2 separate regions of the Anas platyrhynchos genome follow, and region 2 is linked to region 1. A link is a contact called in public Hi-C data. All regions are on one chromosome and are shown on one strand. The core of a region is the stretch at or near the end of the contact, and the rest is flanking DNA. Distances in the headings are between cores, read along the strand shown. Region 1 holds the start of PLEK (pleckstrin). Region 2 overlaps PPP3R1 (protein phosphatase 3 regulatory subunit B, alpha).

Region 1 (6,163 bases), core at 2,888-5,387:
CTCTTAAAGTGATCCAAAATGTTTTGGCCAAAGCTAGATATTTAGATATATAGCCTGAATTTCAGAGTTGCTAAGCACCCATCTGTTTTAGTTGACTTGAAAGAAAAAGGGACATGAGGAGATGTAAGAATCAGAGGAGTCCCAGTTCCAAAAAGGGAGCAGTTGTCCCTTGTTATTTGAACTGTTTCCCAATATTAAAGATATCTGAAAAAAATGAGCTATTTTTCAAATAAAGTTTAGCAAAACACATGCCAACTGAAACCTTTTCATTTTCAAGTATAGTTAGCAGAAATGAAATACTTTAAAAAGTTAACCAAAATATTGATTGCTTAACTTGTTTGATCAAGCAGTTGGACATTCTTATAACAGATTATTTTTTTTTTTACAAAAACTGTTTTGGTCTAAAGAACTATTTCTCTCGAAGAAGCATTTTGTAATTAGGATTGTACTTTAAATAATAGTGTAGACTTATCTCTGTATCATTCTTGTAAAATTAACATGGTTCATAGGCATTAGACTGATAAACATCAAGAGCATGAAGAGAAATACTTTTTTCCCTTCTAAGTATTGCTTTCTAACAAGACGAAAGGTTAAAATAACCATTTGGCCCTCTAAGGTTCTCATGGCCCTCAACCCGTTCCCTCATTACAAATTAGCAAAAACAAATGGCAGAGTACGGTCCCTGTAAGGTACATATCTACTAAACTCTGAACAATAATGACAACCAGATCTTTTATCCCAATATGGTTCCTTTTTGTGCTACTCCTGCATAGGAGGCATACCGCAATTTTAATTAAAGCAAAGGGACGTGACTGGAGAATCCAACTGCAGTCTCCAGAGGGCATGATTTAACTCCTGCCTTGCACTCTAAGTGCTGAAAGCAAGCACGGTGAAACAGAATGGTGATCAAGGCTTTCCTGCTCCAGTTTCTGCACAAATCACAGCTCCCAGGACTTAGACTGGTGTCCGATTGTGAAACTTGAACTTGGGCAACTACAGTGCCTGCCACCCAGGAGCAGCAAAGTGCATGAATTTGGGAGCTCATGTATAGAACACGAAATACTCACATGATGCTTGGACATCACCATAACATGTATGAAGCTTTACAGAAGGCATTCGATCCTATTACATTTTTTTACGATCCAGAACAGCTTTATTGAACGTATTTGTTCTGCCTGGTGAAAGAAAGCATATGCAACATTCTCTGTAATGAGCTGCCATTTCTAAATAATTTGCATCTGTGAAGCATCAATGGAGACAAAAGTGTTCTTACTTTCCATACATTGAACACAACAATTAAATAAGAGCAGGAGCCTGCAAAAGTGTCTGCATTAAAGTATAAGCATAGGGAAACAAACATTAAAAATTTCCCCAAAGATGCTGATATTTAAGATATTTAATAAGCACATGGGAATCTTTCCTGAGATTTGAAACGTATTAAAACAGAAGAACCAAAATTGATTCCTTTTTAGTAGTTTAGTCCTTCCCTGATACACATGAGGACCAGAGTTACTAAAACAGCTTTAACCTTGTCTAACCTTCCTATACTGGAAAATAATACTAAAAAATAGATAAGTGAAAGTAATTTGCTGTGGAAGAAAGGGCTCAGTCCAGTTGTGATAAATGGTTTCAGACTCTGTTGGGTTCACTGGGATTTGACAGTACATAAACCATACTGAGTCAAGCCAGAAATCCTATTATATCTGCAAATCTACTATAGTTTTGTGAGCTTTTACATGTTTATTTGCAACACATCAAAAAGCTGGCACAATAATCCCCCACAAATACCAGTTCTCTCAACTTTTCAGGAACTAAAAACTGGAAAAAAAAAGTCTGTCCACAGTACAGGAAACAAAGAAGTTTGGTTTCCCCATACACTAATAGTCCATACTTGGTTGACGTCATTACAATGTTGAGATCTCCAGTTGGAGATTTTCTTACAAGGGGGACATTAAGGTCTTGCTTCTCTTTATTTTTTTTGCTGTCTAATGAAAACTAGGTTTACATCATTCTTCCCCTAACTGGGGATAATAATAATAATAAAACATCTCCTCTGCTCTGCAGCCTGTTTTCACACAGTTGTTTAGAACTTAGTATTTTGGAGAATTTTATCTCCCAAAAAACTGTTTATCAAATGCAGCTGAAATTGACTAACACGTTCAGGTGTATTAGAAGGGCATACACACCATCATCGCGTACACCTCGTTCATTAGAGTCAGCTAAAAAAGGCTTCTCAAAATGTCAGTGGCAGTGATATTCCTTCTCTGCCTTTTTTGTTTGTTTCCTTTTTTTTTTTTCCTCTTTTAGATACATCTTGGCTGTAATTAATGCCAGTAACTATTCGAGTTTTATCTATAAAACTTTAACCAAAAAGGAGTGTGTGGGTGTGGATGTCTAATCCACAGCAGTTATTATAGTCATAATGTAAGCTCCACTGCAGCTCACTGCTAACATACCCTAACCCTCATCTGGGAGAAAGACATTTAGCCTTTGCATCTATTCCCTGGAAGAGTAACAGGAACTCAAATGTTCCAACAACAGCATTCTTTTCATCAGTGGTGCCAGAAATTTAAAGTGCAGAGATCTTCTAGGAGGCTACCAGATCACTCAATCTGGCTATGAGATGAAAACCTTGCACAGTTCTAACACCACATATGGAGAGCTGTGGACTCCTGTTTTCTTATATCTGTGTTCTCTTTTAAACAGTACTCAAAACATGCACAAAATGTTTTTATTAGAGCCGCAGTCAAGGACACATCAGCTATAATGAAGCAGTAAAATTTAACTGCTGCCAACAACATTCTGCTTTGGTCTACAGTCAGTTGAGTTTCTGCCCAACATCCACTAGCTATCAGGCTCCCATAGAGTGACACTAAGCTGCTTTGTCAAGAGTCTTAAAGTTTATTTTGCTTTTACTGCAACTCTTCACTATGCAGTTGCGCAGTAGTAAACATGACCTTAAGTTAGAGTGGAAGTTTGGCAACAACGTGATTGCAAATGTAATCTACAACAGCCACAGAAGTTAACCAAGCCAAAAGCAGAGTTACAGCTCTTAAAAACTCAGACTATAAATGGCTATACAAGATCACATTTCACACTGTGGTTTGCTAGCATGATTAACTGTAGTGCTGTGTTACACCTGCAAATCATTTATCTTTTTGCAGATACTGCACAAGTCACTTAGATAGTCTAATACCTGACTGTCCTCAAATCAGCCAGCAGCGCACGAAGAGCAATAAATCAGCAGTAGCCCTTGAAACATACATTGTTAAGCGAGTGTGCAACTTTCCACGGGATCAGGACCTTGGATGGTGAAGTGAGCTGAAGTGTGCGGAGAAATAAAATGGCAGCATGATTTCTAAGGCTCCAAATGAAGGCCTGGTTAATGTAGCAAATAAAAAATAAAAGCCCTCACCAAGTTTCTAGGATAAATATGTTTTAAAAGCTTGGTCTGTAAAGTTCTGTTCAATACAGTGTAGTTCTAAAACATATTCAACCACAATGTTTTATAAGGCAGAGTGGCAAAAAAAAAATAATACACCTGAGATTTATTTACAAATAAGCTACAGAAATAACTAGACACTACCTCTGTTGCTGTTACCAAGAAAGCTACAGTGAAAAGATGAGGCTTTCCTCAAAACAATTGTTTAGGTGCAGATATAAAGATAAAAAAGAAAATGAAGTTGATTGTAGCAGAACAGAATCTACCTCCTGAAGCAAACATCCTGTTAAAATTGTGCGGCCACTTTTCAAAGATTACCAGAAGACAAGTCAGCATGTGAGATGTTGAATTTCCATCCCTTTAACATTTTCCTTTCTCAAGGCACCGGTTCAATATAGGCAGAAGATATGCTTGGCTCAGGAACGTGTTGCTGAAGTCACAAAAACACTTCAAAACGAATAGGGGTTAGATCACTTCCTCACTCCGACTAACCGAACTCCCAAGCCAATACCTGTTTTCCAATGATTTCAGCTACGTCGTCATCAGGCCCCAAACAAGCAGCTCTAGCAGCAGCTTCATAATCAGCTTAACTCGTAGCTGTCAGGGAAAGACACCGTCTCTCCCCACACTTCTCACAATTGTTTGCTCTTGTCCCTTCCCGCTGCCTCACAAGTGCTCAGGCAACCGTGTGGCCAGCCAGAGCAGAAAGCTGGTTCGGCACGCGCTGATTTTTGGAGAGGTTATTTTGCAGTCCCGTTAGCTGCCTGATCCCACCACTTTTGCAGCCACAGGAGTACAAACACTGGCACGAGGAAGAGGTCAAGAATGCATAGCAGGAACTAGCTGTGCCTCAACCAGCTGAGGAACTGCACTTTCATACAGAAGTTCAGGCCTTGGCTCACGACAGTATTTGCAACCCTGCTCAGTAAAGCACACTGACTTGAGGCCTCAGTTACTATGGTGATGAGCATGGAATAAATGTTTATGTATAATTAGATAAATCCTCCCTTCAAGAAACTAGTTGTCCTTCTCACAGGCAGCTATTCATATTTCTTTTCTTTTTTTTTTTTTTAAACAAAGCAGATGTAAAAAGAAAATGTATTAACATTTTAAAGCTTAATGATCACTATTAGGCATTAGTAAATTAATAATTTAAACCTACAGCAAGAATTAACAAAAAGCACATGAAAAAATGGGGAAAGAGAATCCCAGCTCTTCTGAAAACTGCCTAACTCCCCAGAGAGGAAGATAATGCTTGGTTTTATGTGTTTTCTCACTTATGAAAAACGGGAATGATTACAGAAAACTTTATTTCATTGTTTAACAGAACTTAAGCCGTAACTCTTATTTGAATCAAAAATGAATGAGCCGTTTACTTCTGTGCAACCACTAAATTAATCACCCCTACTTGCAAAACAGAAGCAAAGTTTCCCAACTCTCAGATTATTGTAAAAGCAGTAAGCTGATATACAAATCGATCTAGTTAAAATACTTAGCTCCTAAACTCATGAGTATCTTTCCTTTTCAAAGGCTTATGAATCAGTAATTACAGCAGAACTATTTGCCACAGAGATGAATGCTCTACCTTGGGTTTGGGGAAGTGCTTTGCCACATTTATGTATAACTGACTTTTTTTTTTTCATTCAGAAAATCCAATCCTAAAATCTGATCATTAGTTATATTCTCTGGTATCTAAAATTGCTTTAAACTTACGGAATACTAAATTCAGAGCAGACAAGATGGCTTCCTAGGACTAGCGACTATAAAAACTAATGACAAAATTTAACCGAACCCTGAATTCCTCCCTGAAGAAAAACAAATGATTGGCAAAACGCAGTAGAAATGTTGCCAGCTGATGAGCTGCCTCATTCTTTCCACTATGATGCCATCTGTTGCCAGCTCTTCCCTGTCCATTTGCACTGAACTCCCTCTGAATCTCAGCCTGACCCAGATCCAACACTGGTGTCAGAAGTCTGAGAATAAAATCCAGCTTTACCCACCCAATGGATGTTAATAACCACAGCTGTGGTTGGAGGTGGGGCTTTGGTGACAGTGGGCAAGTAAAGAGGCTTCTGCTCCCAGCCACATATTATCACTCTTCGCTTTCACTGATTTTTTTGTCCATTCTCCCCAGTCCACCAAAAGAACTTCATATGCTTTCACTCCCCAACATGACTGTCAAAGTAACTTCAGACAAACTTCAGCTACACAGAGTAAGCTAACACAGATAATATCTTAAGAACTGAGTTAGGAAGCAGCCACATGCAAGTTCATGCAAATAGATCGTATCGGGGAAACTTTCAGTAAGAGGGGCAGCAATGACAACTTGCATATACTCTTCTTTTCCTGAAGCCCAGCAGGAGCCTGGCATCTATCTGCATATTATAACCTCATAGTAAAGAATAATGAGATCTTAACGAAGGCATTGAGTAACATTTCAGCCTTCGTATTTAGGCTGTAAATTCCTCCAAGGCAAAGACTTTCCTCTCTGCCTTGCATACATTGTTGATACACAAGAGATAATACAAAGATGTACAGCTGTTCATGAAGAGGCAAAGTAATTTTGACTTGCTCTAAGAATAGGTCAAGCTCCTTCCTCCAGTTTGTATGCAAATTTATTACTGAAGACAATGTGGGTATTTGAGTGAAGAAATTCAGCTTGGAATCTGAATGTCCCTTCAGGGACCACTGGAATCAAAGACAGCCTTCTCAAGCAGCACG
Region 2 (6,023 bases), core at 3,320-5,819, 39 kb after region 1:
AATTCATGTTATGGTAGTTGTGGTTTCCTCTTAAGTTCTGTATGTTTCTGTATGATTTAAGTTCAAAGTGACTGTACCCCCATAAAGTTTTAATTTTTGTTGCTGTGGATATTGTAGTACAGCAAGGATTTTAAATCTTAGTGTTTAACTTTCCATTCAGCTACAATGTAGGAACACATTAAGATACAAAATAATATTTGAATGTCAAGTTAATTTCTGGACATGTAAACCTCATGTTCCCATTGCTTTTCCTTTGTGAATCTTTTGGGGACGGGGAGAACATACACTGGGATTTTCTTCTGCTAATCGGGTAAAGTTTGTCATGGCAATTCATAAGGACATGTATGTTTTTGTTCTTAAAATAAAATGGTAAAGCAGCTTCCATGTGTGTGAAGTCTTGAAGTTAAATCCTATCTTAGCTTGAAAAGTGGCATTTGTGTAATTTGGAAGTAACTGGCGACTTCAGTTTTGGTTTTTACAATACAGGGTTGAAGGTACTACTGTGTATCATGAGGACTGCTGATATTTTCATGGGAATTCTCATCAGAGGGACACATCAGTGGTTTTATATTGCTTTGTATATTTCGGTAACATAGAACTATCCAAATAAAATAACAAGCTGGTGTTGTTGGTTTACTGTGTGTGTGTATGTGTGTATATATGTGTGTGTGTGTATGTATATATATATATATAAAAATAAATATGGATAACTTGTATTACCCAAGATATTTACAGTATTGAAACTTAAAATAGTTCCTCGAAGTGAACCTGGGAATAATTGCGGCTTTGTTCTTTTTTGTGTTGCAGGGAAATGAGGCAAGCTACCCTTTGGAAATGTGCTCGCACTGTAAGTTTTTTTGACCACTACATTATATTGTTACAGGATAATATTACTTGTGTACAGCTTCTTATGTGAATTTACAGAATTTGCTGCTTGAAAAGTTAACGCAGTTTATACAGTAAGCGCAACATTTAAAAGGTGAAAGATTGCCTTTGGAAAATGTAGGCTTTTGCTGTTGGACTGATTTTTTTTTTCTATTTTTCTATGGACTTTATAAGTTTTTCGTACTCAGGTGTCCATACAATGAAGCGTTAACTGGTAGTTCAACCAGTCAGGCTTTTCCTTGGGTCCCAATGCCAGTTTCTCAGGGCTGTGGAACAGCTTGTGGCGCAGTATGTGCTATCTCAGGAGCTAAGTATATTGCCTAGGCTGTCTTGGCACCCTTGGAGAAAGAGAGGTTGAAGCTGTAAGAGGATTTTTTTTCTCCCCTTCCTGTGTATGCTTGCAGCCAGGCATTTAGGTGAGAAGCCACTTAAGTTGGTGTTATTTGCTTTTGGCCATGTGACAATAAAACTCATTGCTCTGTCTCATGAGGTTAGGCTACCCTGTAAAAATACTGAAATACTTCTTGCCTAAAGCTGCCCAAAGAAAGGGCTGTCTTGTGAAATGTCCTGGAAGCATTAAGTACATTCAGCATATTTTTAACTGTTTTTTTCCTTGACCATTTCAGTTCAGCACTAAATCATGCATAGGCCTGTGCATGTATGTATGAACTCTTAATAGAATTACTATTCTTTGGTTAATTGGTTCCTAATTTGAAGATTTTTTTTGTTTAAAAATAAGAATTAACTTCTAGACTAGTTTCACAATGCTAGTCATTGAATTCCAGCTCTCATCATAAGTCAAGCAGTAATGTGAAAAAAGTAGATGCAGAGGCATCTTTTTCTAAGTGTTTTTTCAGAGAAATGAGGCTTTTGTTAATAACTTGCAAGTCTGCAATGCCTAGTGCATGTCCATGTTAATTAGTTTGTCATCAGCTAGCAAAGACTTGCAGGAGCAGCTTACCCACTTCACTAAAGCACTGCACAGTGGTGTTATGCTCTCAATCTATATCTTAAGTAAGTGTATGTGGGTAGAACTTCCTAGGCAGTGAAGACATTATCAGTCTTTTTCTGAATCTTGTATCTGCTTTTATGCTACTGCTCTACTGGTCAGATTTTCCTTAGGGACAAGTCGACCTTTGAAGATTTTTATTAGCCATATCTCTGTGTGAGTTGTAAGCAGTAAGTTGCTATTAACTTTTAATTCTGGGACAAGCTGTATTTATTTGTGGCTACTATTAACCTAAAAGTTCATTGCTGAGCTTGTTTACCCACTTCTGTTGCAGAGGAGATGATTTCTGTGTTATATTCTGTGGTTAAACAGTATTTTGAGGATATCATGTAAATCTGAGGTTTTGCATGATTAAAACTTTCTGCTCTGATGGACCTTCTCACGGTAGAGAGCGTGTCACTGCTTGTCTGGGCAACGCGACTACAAACAGTGGGGAAGATGGAGTTATTGTAGAAGTCCCTCTTGTTTGTGACTGGTCTCCGGAATGGTTGCACTGTGCTTCAAGATTCTGCGTGCCTGAGTGAAGTGAAAGATCTAGGGATTGAGGGCCACAGGTACAGACTGGACAGTGTTCTTAAAGATCATTTGATAAGGATTTTTGACTGGAAAACTTCTGGGTGACTGAAAGCAGTAACAAATTTATGCTATTTTCCTGGTGGCAGGGTCATAACCCCCCTACCTGGCCCTGCAGTCACTGCTGTCTTGGTGTCAGATTTTACAAGAATTTTGTTTTGAACTTTGCAGTAATGGAAAGGAAATTCAGGATATTATGCAGGGTATGTATACCATTAACAGAATACTATTATTTTTCTGTAGGTAAATTGGCATTGCAGGATTTCTTAAAAAAAAAAAAAAAAAAAAAAAAGTTACTTTCTTGGCCATGCTGTTTGAGAAATTACTGAAAATCTACTGCTGTTTCATATGGAAAAAATTGATTTGAACCAAATTGTCAAATTATCCACAAGAAAAAAATATAGCAAAAAACTGAAGAAAACGGTTTTGTATTTATGTTTTGGTTTTAGGTTAAGGAGACTGGTACCTCTTTTCTAACTTAGAAATTGTAATTGACACATCTGAAGTCATGAAAAGGATTAGACCAGCTGCGTGTAAGCATATACAAGACAAGTGGTTGAATGTGTTCTCAAGGGCGTCATCTTTTTGAAATTTGATCTCCAAGACTGAAATGGCTGTCTTGGTTGCTGCTCTGAAACATTATATTCCTGCACCAGACAAGGCTGTGGCTAGACCTTCAGCAACAGCTCTCACCTCTGTTTTATTTTGAGATCTCTGCAGTCCATTCTTATGGAAAATGTGTAATTTTTTTATCTGGAAACACTTCAAATTTAGTAATGTTCTCTTTCTATAAAGCTTTTTTCTAATGTTTCACAAGCATGTTAAAGCATTAGAAAAGTATTTTTACTGTTATTTTAAGAAGTGTAATACAGGCTTTCTGTCACCATATTTTCTCTTCATTTTTTCTTGTTATGAGTTAAAGTTAGTATTTTAAGAGTATCTGAAAAGCCAATCTTTTATGTGCATCTTTAAATATTTAGATAAACATTTAGATTTCAGAAGTGGACCTCTTTGCTGAGATGTACAGCTTTTCTCAGGTTAGTGCACTGTGCAGATGCCTACATACGTATCGTGTATCTGCAACAATGAATGCACAGCACTTTTGAAGACACAAGCAGTTACCCTGTTAAAATATCACTGAATCTAGTGGATTTTAAAGAGATGTGGATTTTAAGGTATTCTTTTACTTTTGGCTCTCATGTTAATAGAAAATTAACCATGCAGGTGCACCTTGACTTTGACTGGAAAAAATAACACTAAAACAGATTTTCTGAAATAATTTGAAGTAGAGTGCGATGCTCTTCAGATACGCTTTTAATGAGGCTTTTTTGAATTGCCACTTGAATGCCTTTTATAGTACTACTTGAGCATCAGTGATGTGAATAACAGCTTGAAATAAACTTATTTTTTAAAATGCTTTATGGATTATCTTCTCTGCTGTTCTGTGTTGAGGAAAGGAGTGGTATATTCAATAGTCTGTGGCAGCATATTAGATAGTGTTCAGCCAGAAGATAAAACTGGTGTACTCTAAAATGGAGTTACACAGATCTGTTAGCATGTTGTTTCATGGAAGCATGTAGTTCTTGTGTTTTAACCTGATTCGTAGCATTTCTAGGTGTATGCAGATGAGTTCAGAATATGAAGCAGGTATTGTTGCCTCTGGAATTGTAGTACTTGCTTGGAAGAGGAATCTTTTGGAAATACTGATATTTCTTTAATTAAAAAGGTGAATGAAATAAATTGGATTATGAAAAAACTTAAAACTGAATAACTTGATATTTTTAGAGGGTTATGAGCAAAGCATTCTTAAGAAAATCACCAGGTATAATTCCTGGCTAGTTAGTATCTTCTGTAAGGCCAGGCGTGAGCGATAAGCTGATGGGATATTTTTCTGTGTAAAAGCCATGGGAAGCACAGAGCCTTACATCAGTGGCTGAGCAGAGCACAAAAAAGGCCAACTTGAGTTTGAGGTTAGAGGAACGCTCGCTGCAGCCAGAGCTCAAGGAAGCTCAGACCACTGTGATGAGTCACAGGCAAGCTCTGCCTCAAATGATGTAAACAAAGCTTGATCCTCCTTATTCTGCTCAGTGATGTTATCACCCTGTTTACACTTCAGTGGACTTGGACCTCCTTGGATTTCCCAGTGTTTTCATCTCTATCCTGGTCTCCTGAGCTTGAGTCTTGTAAAATTCTGCCTGCTACTGCCACCATCAGTCCTTCTGGCTCAAATACCTTCATCAGGATTATCCTATGCCTTGCATTCCTGTAGAGCTTTGGGATGTTTGTGTGAGCATTAGGTTGCCTGTAAGGAGACCTTAGAGAAGAAGGAAAGAAGTATTTTTGTTCAGCCTCTGATAACTTAATTCACTGCTCTGGTCTTTAGTGATAGCTATGTGAAATTCTAGGAGAGTCAGCCTGCTGCTAAGTACTAAGGAAAGAACAGCCTTGTAAGAAGGGGGCATGTCCATCATAGGTGAGGACTGTTGTAGGTGTGTATTTGTAGAGTAAGTCTGAACAAAAAATGTATAGGATAATATTGGAGTTTGCTCTTACTATAAATGTTTGCCTTCTTTCCTTAAAAGCTAGCCAGGCAAAATCTCTACGTGGTTCAGCTCAGCCAGAGAGAATTGTCACAGGTGATGGCTAAACTGATGGAAAAAAGGATAGGCAAAACCTCTTCAAATTTCAAAGAAAGCTTTAAAAATTAAAATAAAATCAGTTTTATTATTTCTTGAATTTTTGAAAGCCATTTTATAAAGAGAAGCATGTACTGAAATATGACTTAAAGTGTATAAGCTCTTTAAGTTAGGCCTTCTAAAAATGTAGGTGATGCTTGCAGTGTACTTCAAGAAAAAATTGTTCTGGTAGGACATGCTCAGTCAATTAAAATTCAGAAACTGATCTGCAGATGCTGATTTTATCTATATGTTCATGATGAACAGCTTTTATACATGCGAACTGTTAAAGGAAATTTGCTTGTTCCCATAATTGCTCTGATTACCGTGAAATTTTTTCTCCCAGTATGCTCATCCATGGTTTATCTGCCGCCAGAAACAAAGCTTTGGACAAAACCTACGCATTGCCAGCTTTGGCAGAGATGCAGTTTCGTTACTCCTGCTTTCTGACCTCCCTGTCCCTGCACGCCCTGCTCTGCCCCTCCCAAGGGTAGCACTTCCTCAGCTCTGCACTGCAGGCAAACGCTTGTTTGAATGTGTCACAGTTAGGAGTGAAAAATTTCTATTACCCCTTTCTCCTAGAATCTCTGCTCAGCATCTGCATTCTGTACTACAATTGAACTGTCTGGAGACTTGTTATTTCATAATTTGAGTGGTTGCTGCTTTGCCACTGTTCAGCAAAACACACAAAGCATTCTGGAGTAGTTTCCTTAGGTGCCTCTCTAATGCCTTCACATTTCTGATGCTTGTCTTCACTGTCCTTAATCTTGAAATCCTTGACTGTGATCCTCAAAAAAAAAAAAAAAAAAAGTACTTCATCTCCTCTTAAGTATTGTGATTGTGTAAGTTGAAGTCTCATTTATGACTGGCTAACAGGGATT

What was found. Hi-C and Micro-C count contacts between places; a contact is called where the count stands out from the background.
Region 2: a contact with region 1 is called in a Hi-C map of subcutaneous adipose tissue, with 2.0 times the contacts expected there. The contact joins the enhancer-like site here to the promoter of PLEK in region 1. A contact is called at or near these places in 4 of 8 Hi-C or Micro-C datasets (F1 follicle, skeletal muscle and subcutaneous adipose tissue).

Annotation. Positions count from the first base shown.
Region 1 is chr3:11,603,693-11,609,855 of IASCAAS_PekinDuck_T2T, forward strand. It overlaps PLEK (pleckstrin), which reads right to left and starts at 4,138. Exons shown (of 11, transcript XM_005025164.6): 1 at 3,954-4,138.
Region 2 is chr3:11,642,297-11,648,319 of IASCAAS_PekinDuck_T2T, forward strand. PPP3R1 (protein phosphatase 3 regulatory subunit B, alpha) reads left to right here. Exons shown (of 7, transcript XM_072035304.1): 3 at 808-847. Among named protein-coding and RNA genes, the nearest start is that of PNO1, 18 kb to the right of the region's middle. Within about 2 kb of position 4,570, at least 6 of the 8 cell types and tissues checked have an H3K27ac peak or open chromatin away from gene starts, as enhancers often do. A contact at or near this core is called in F1 follicle and subcutaneous adipose tissue, where this site is marked.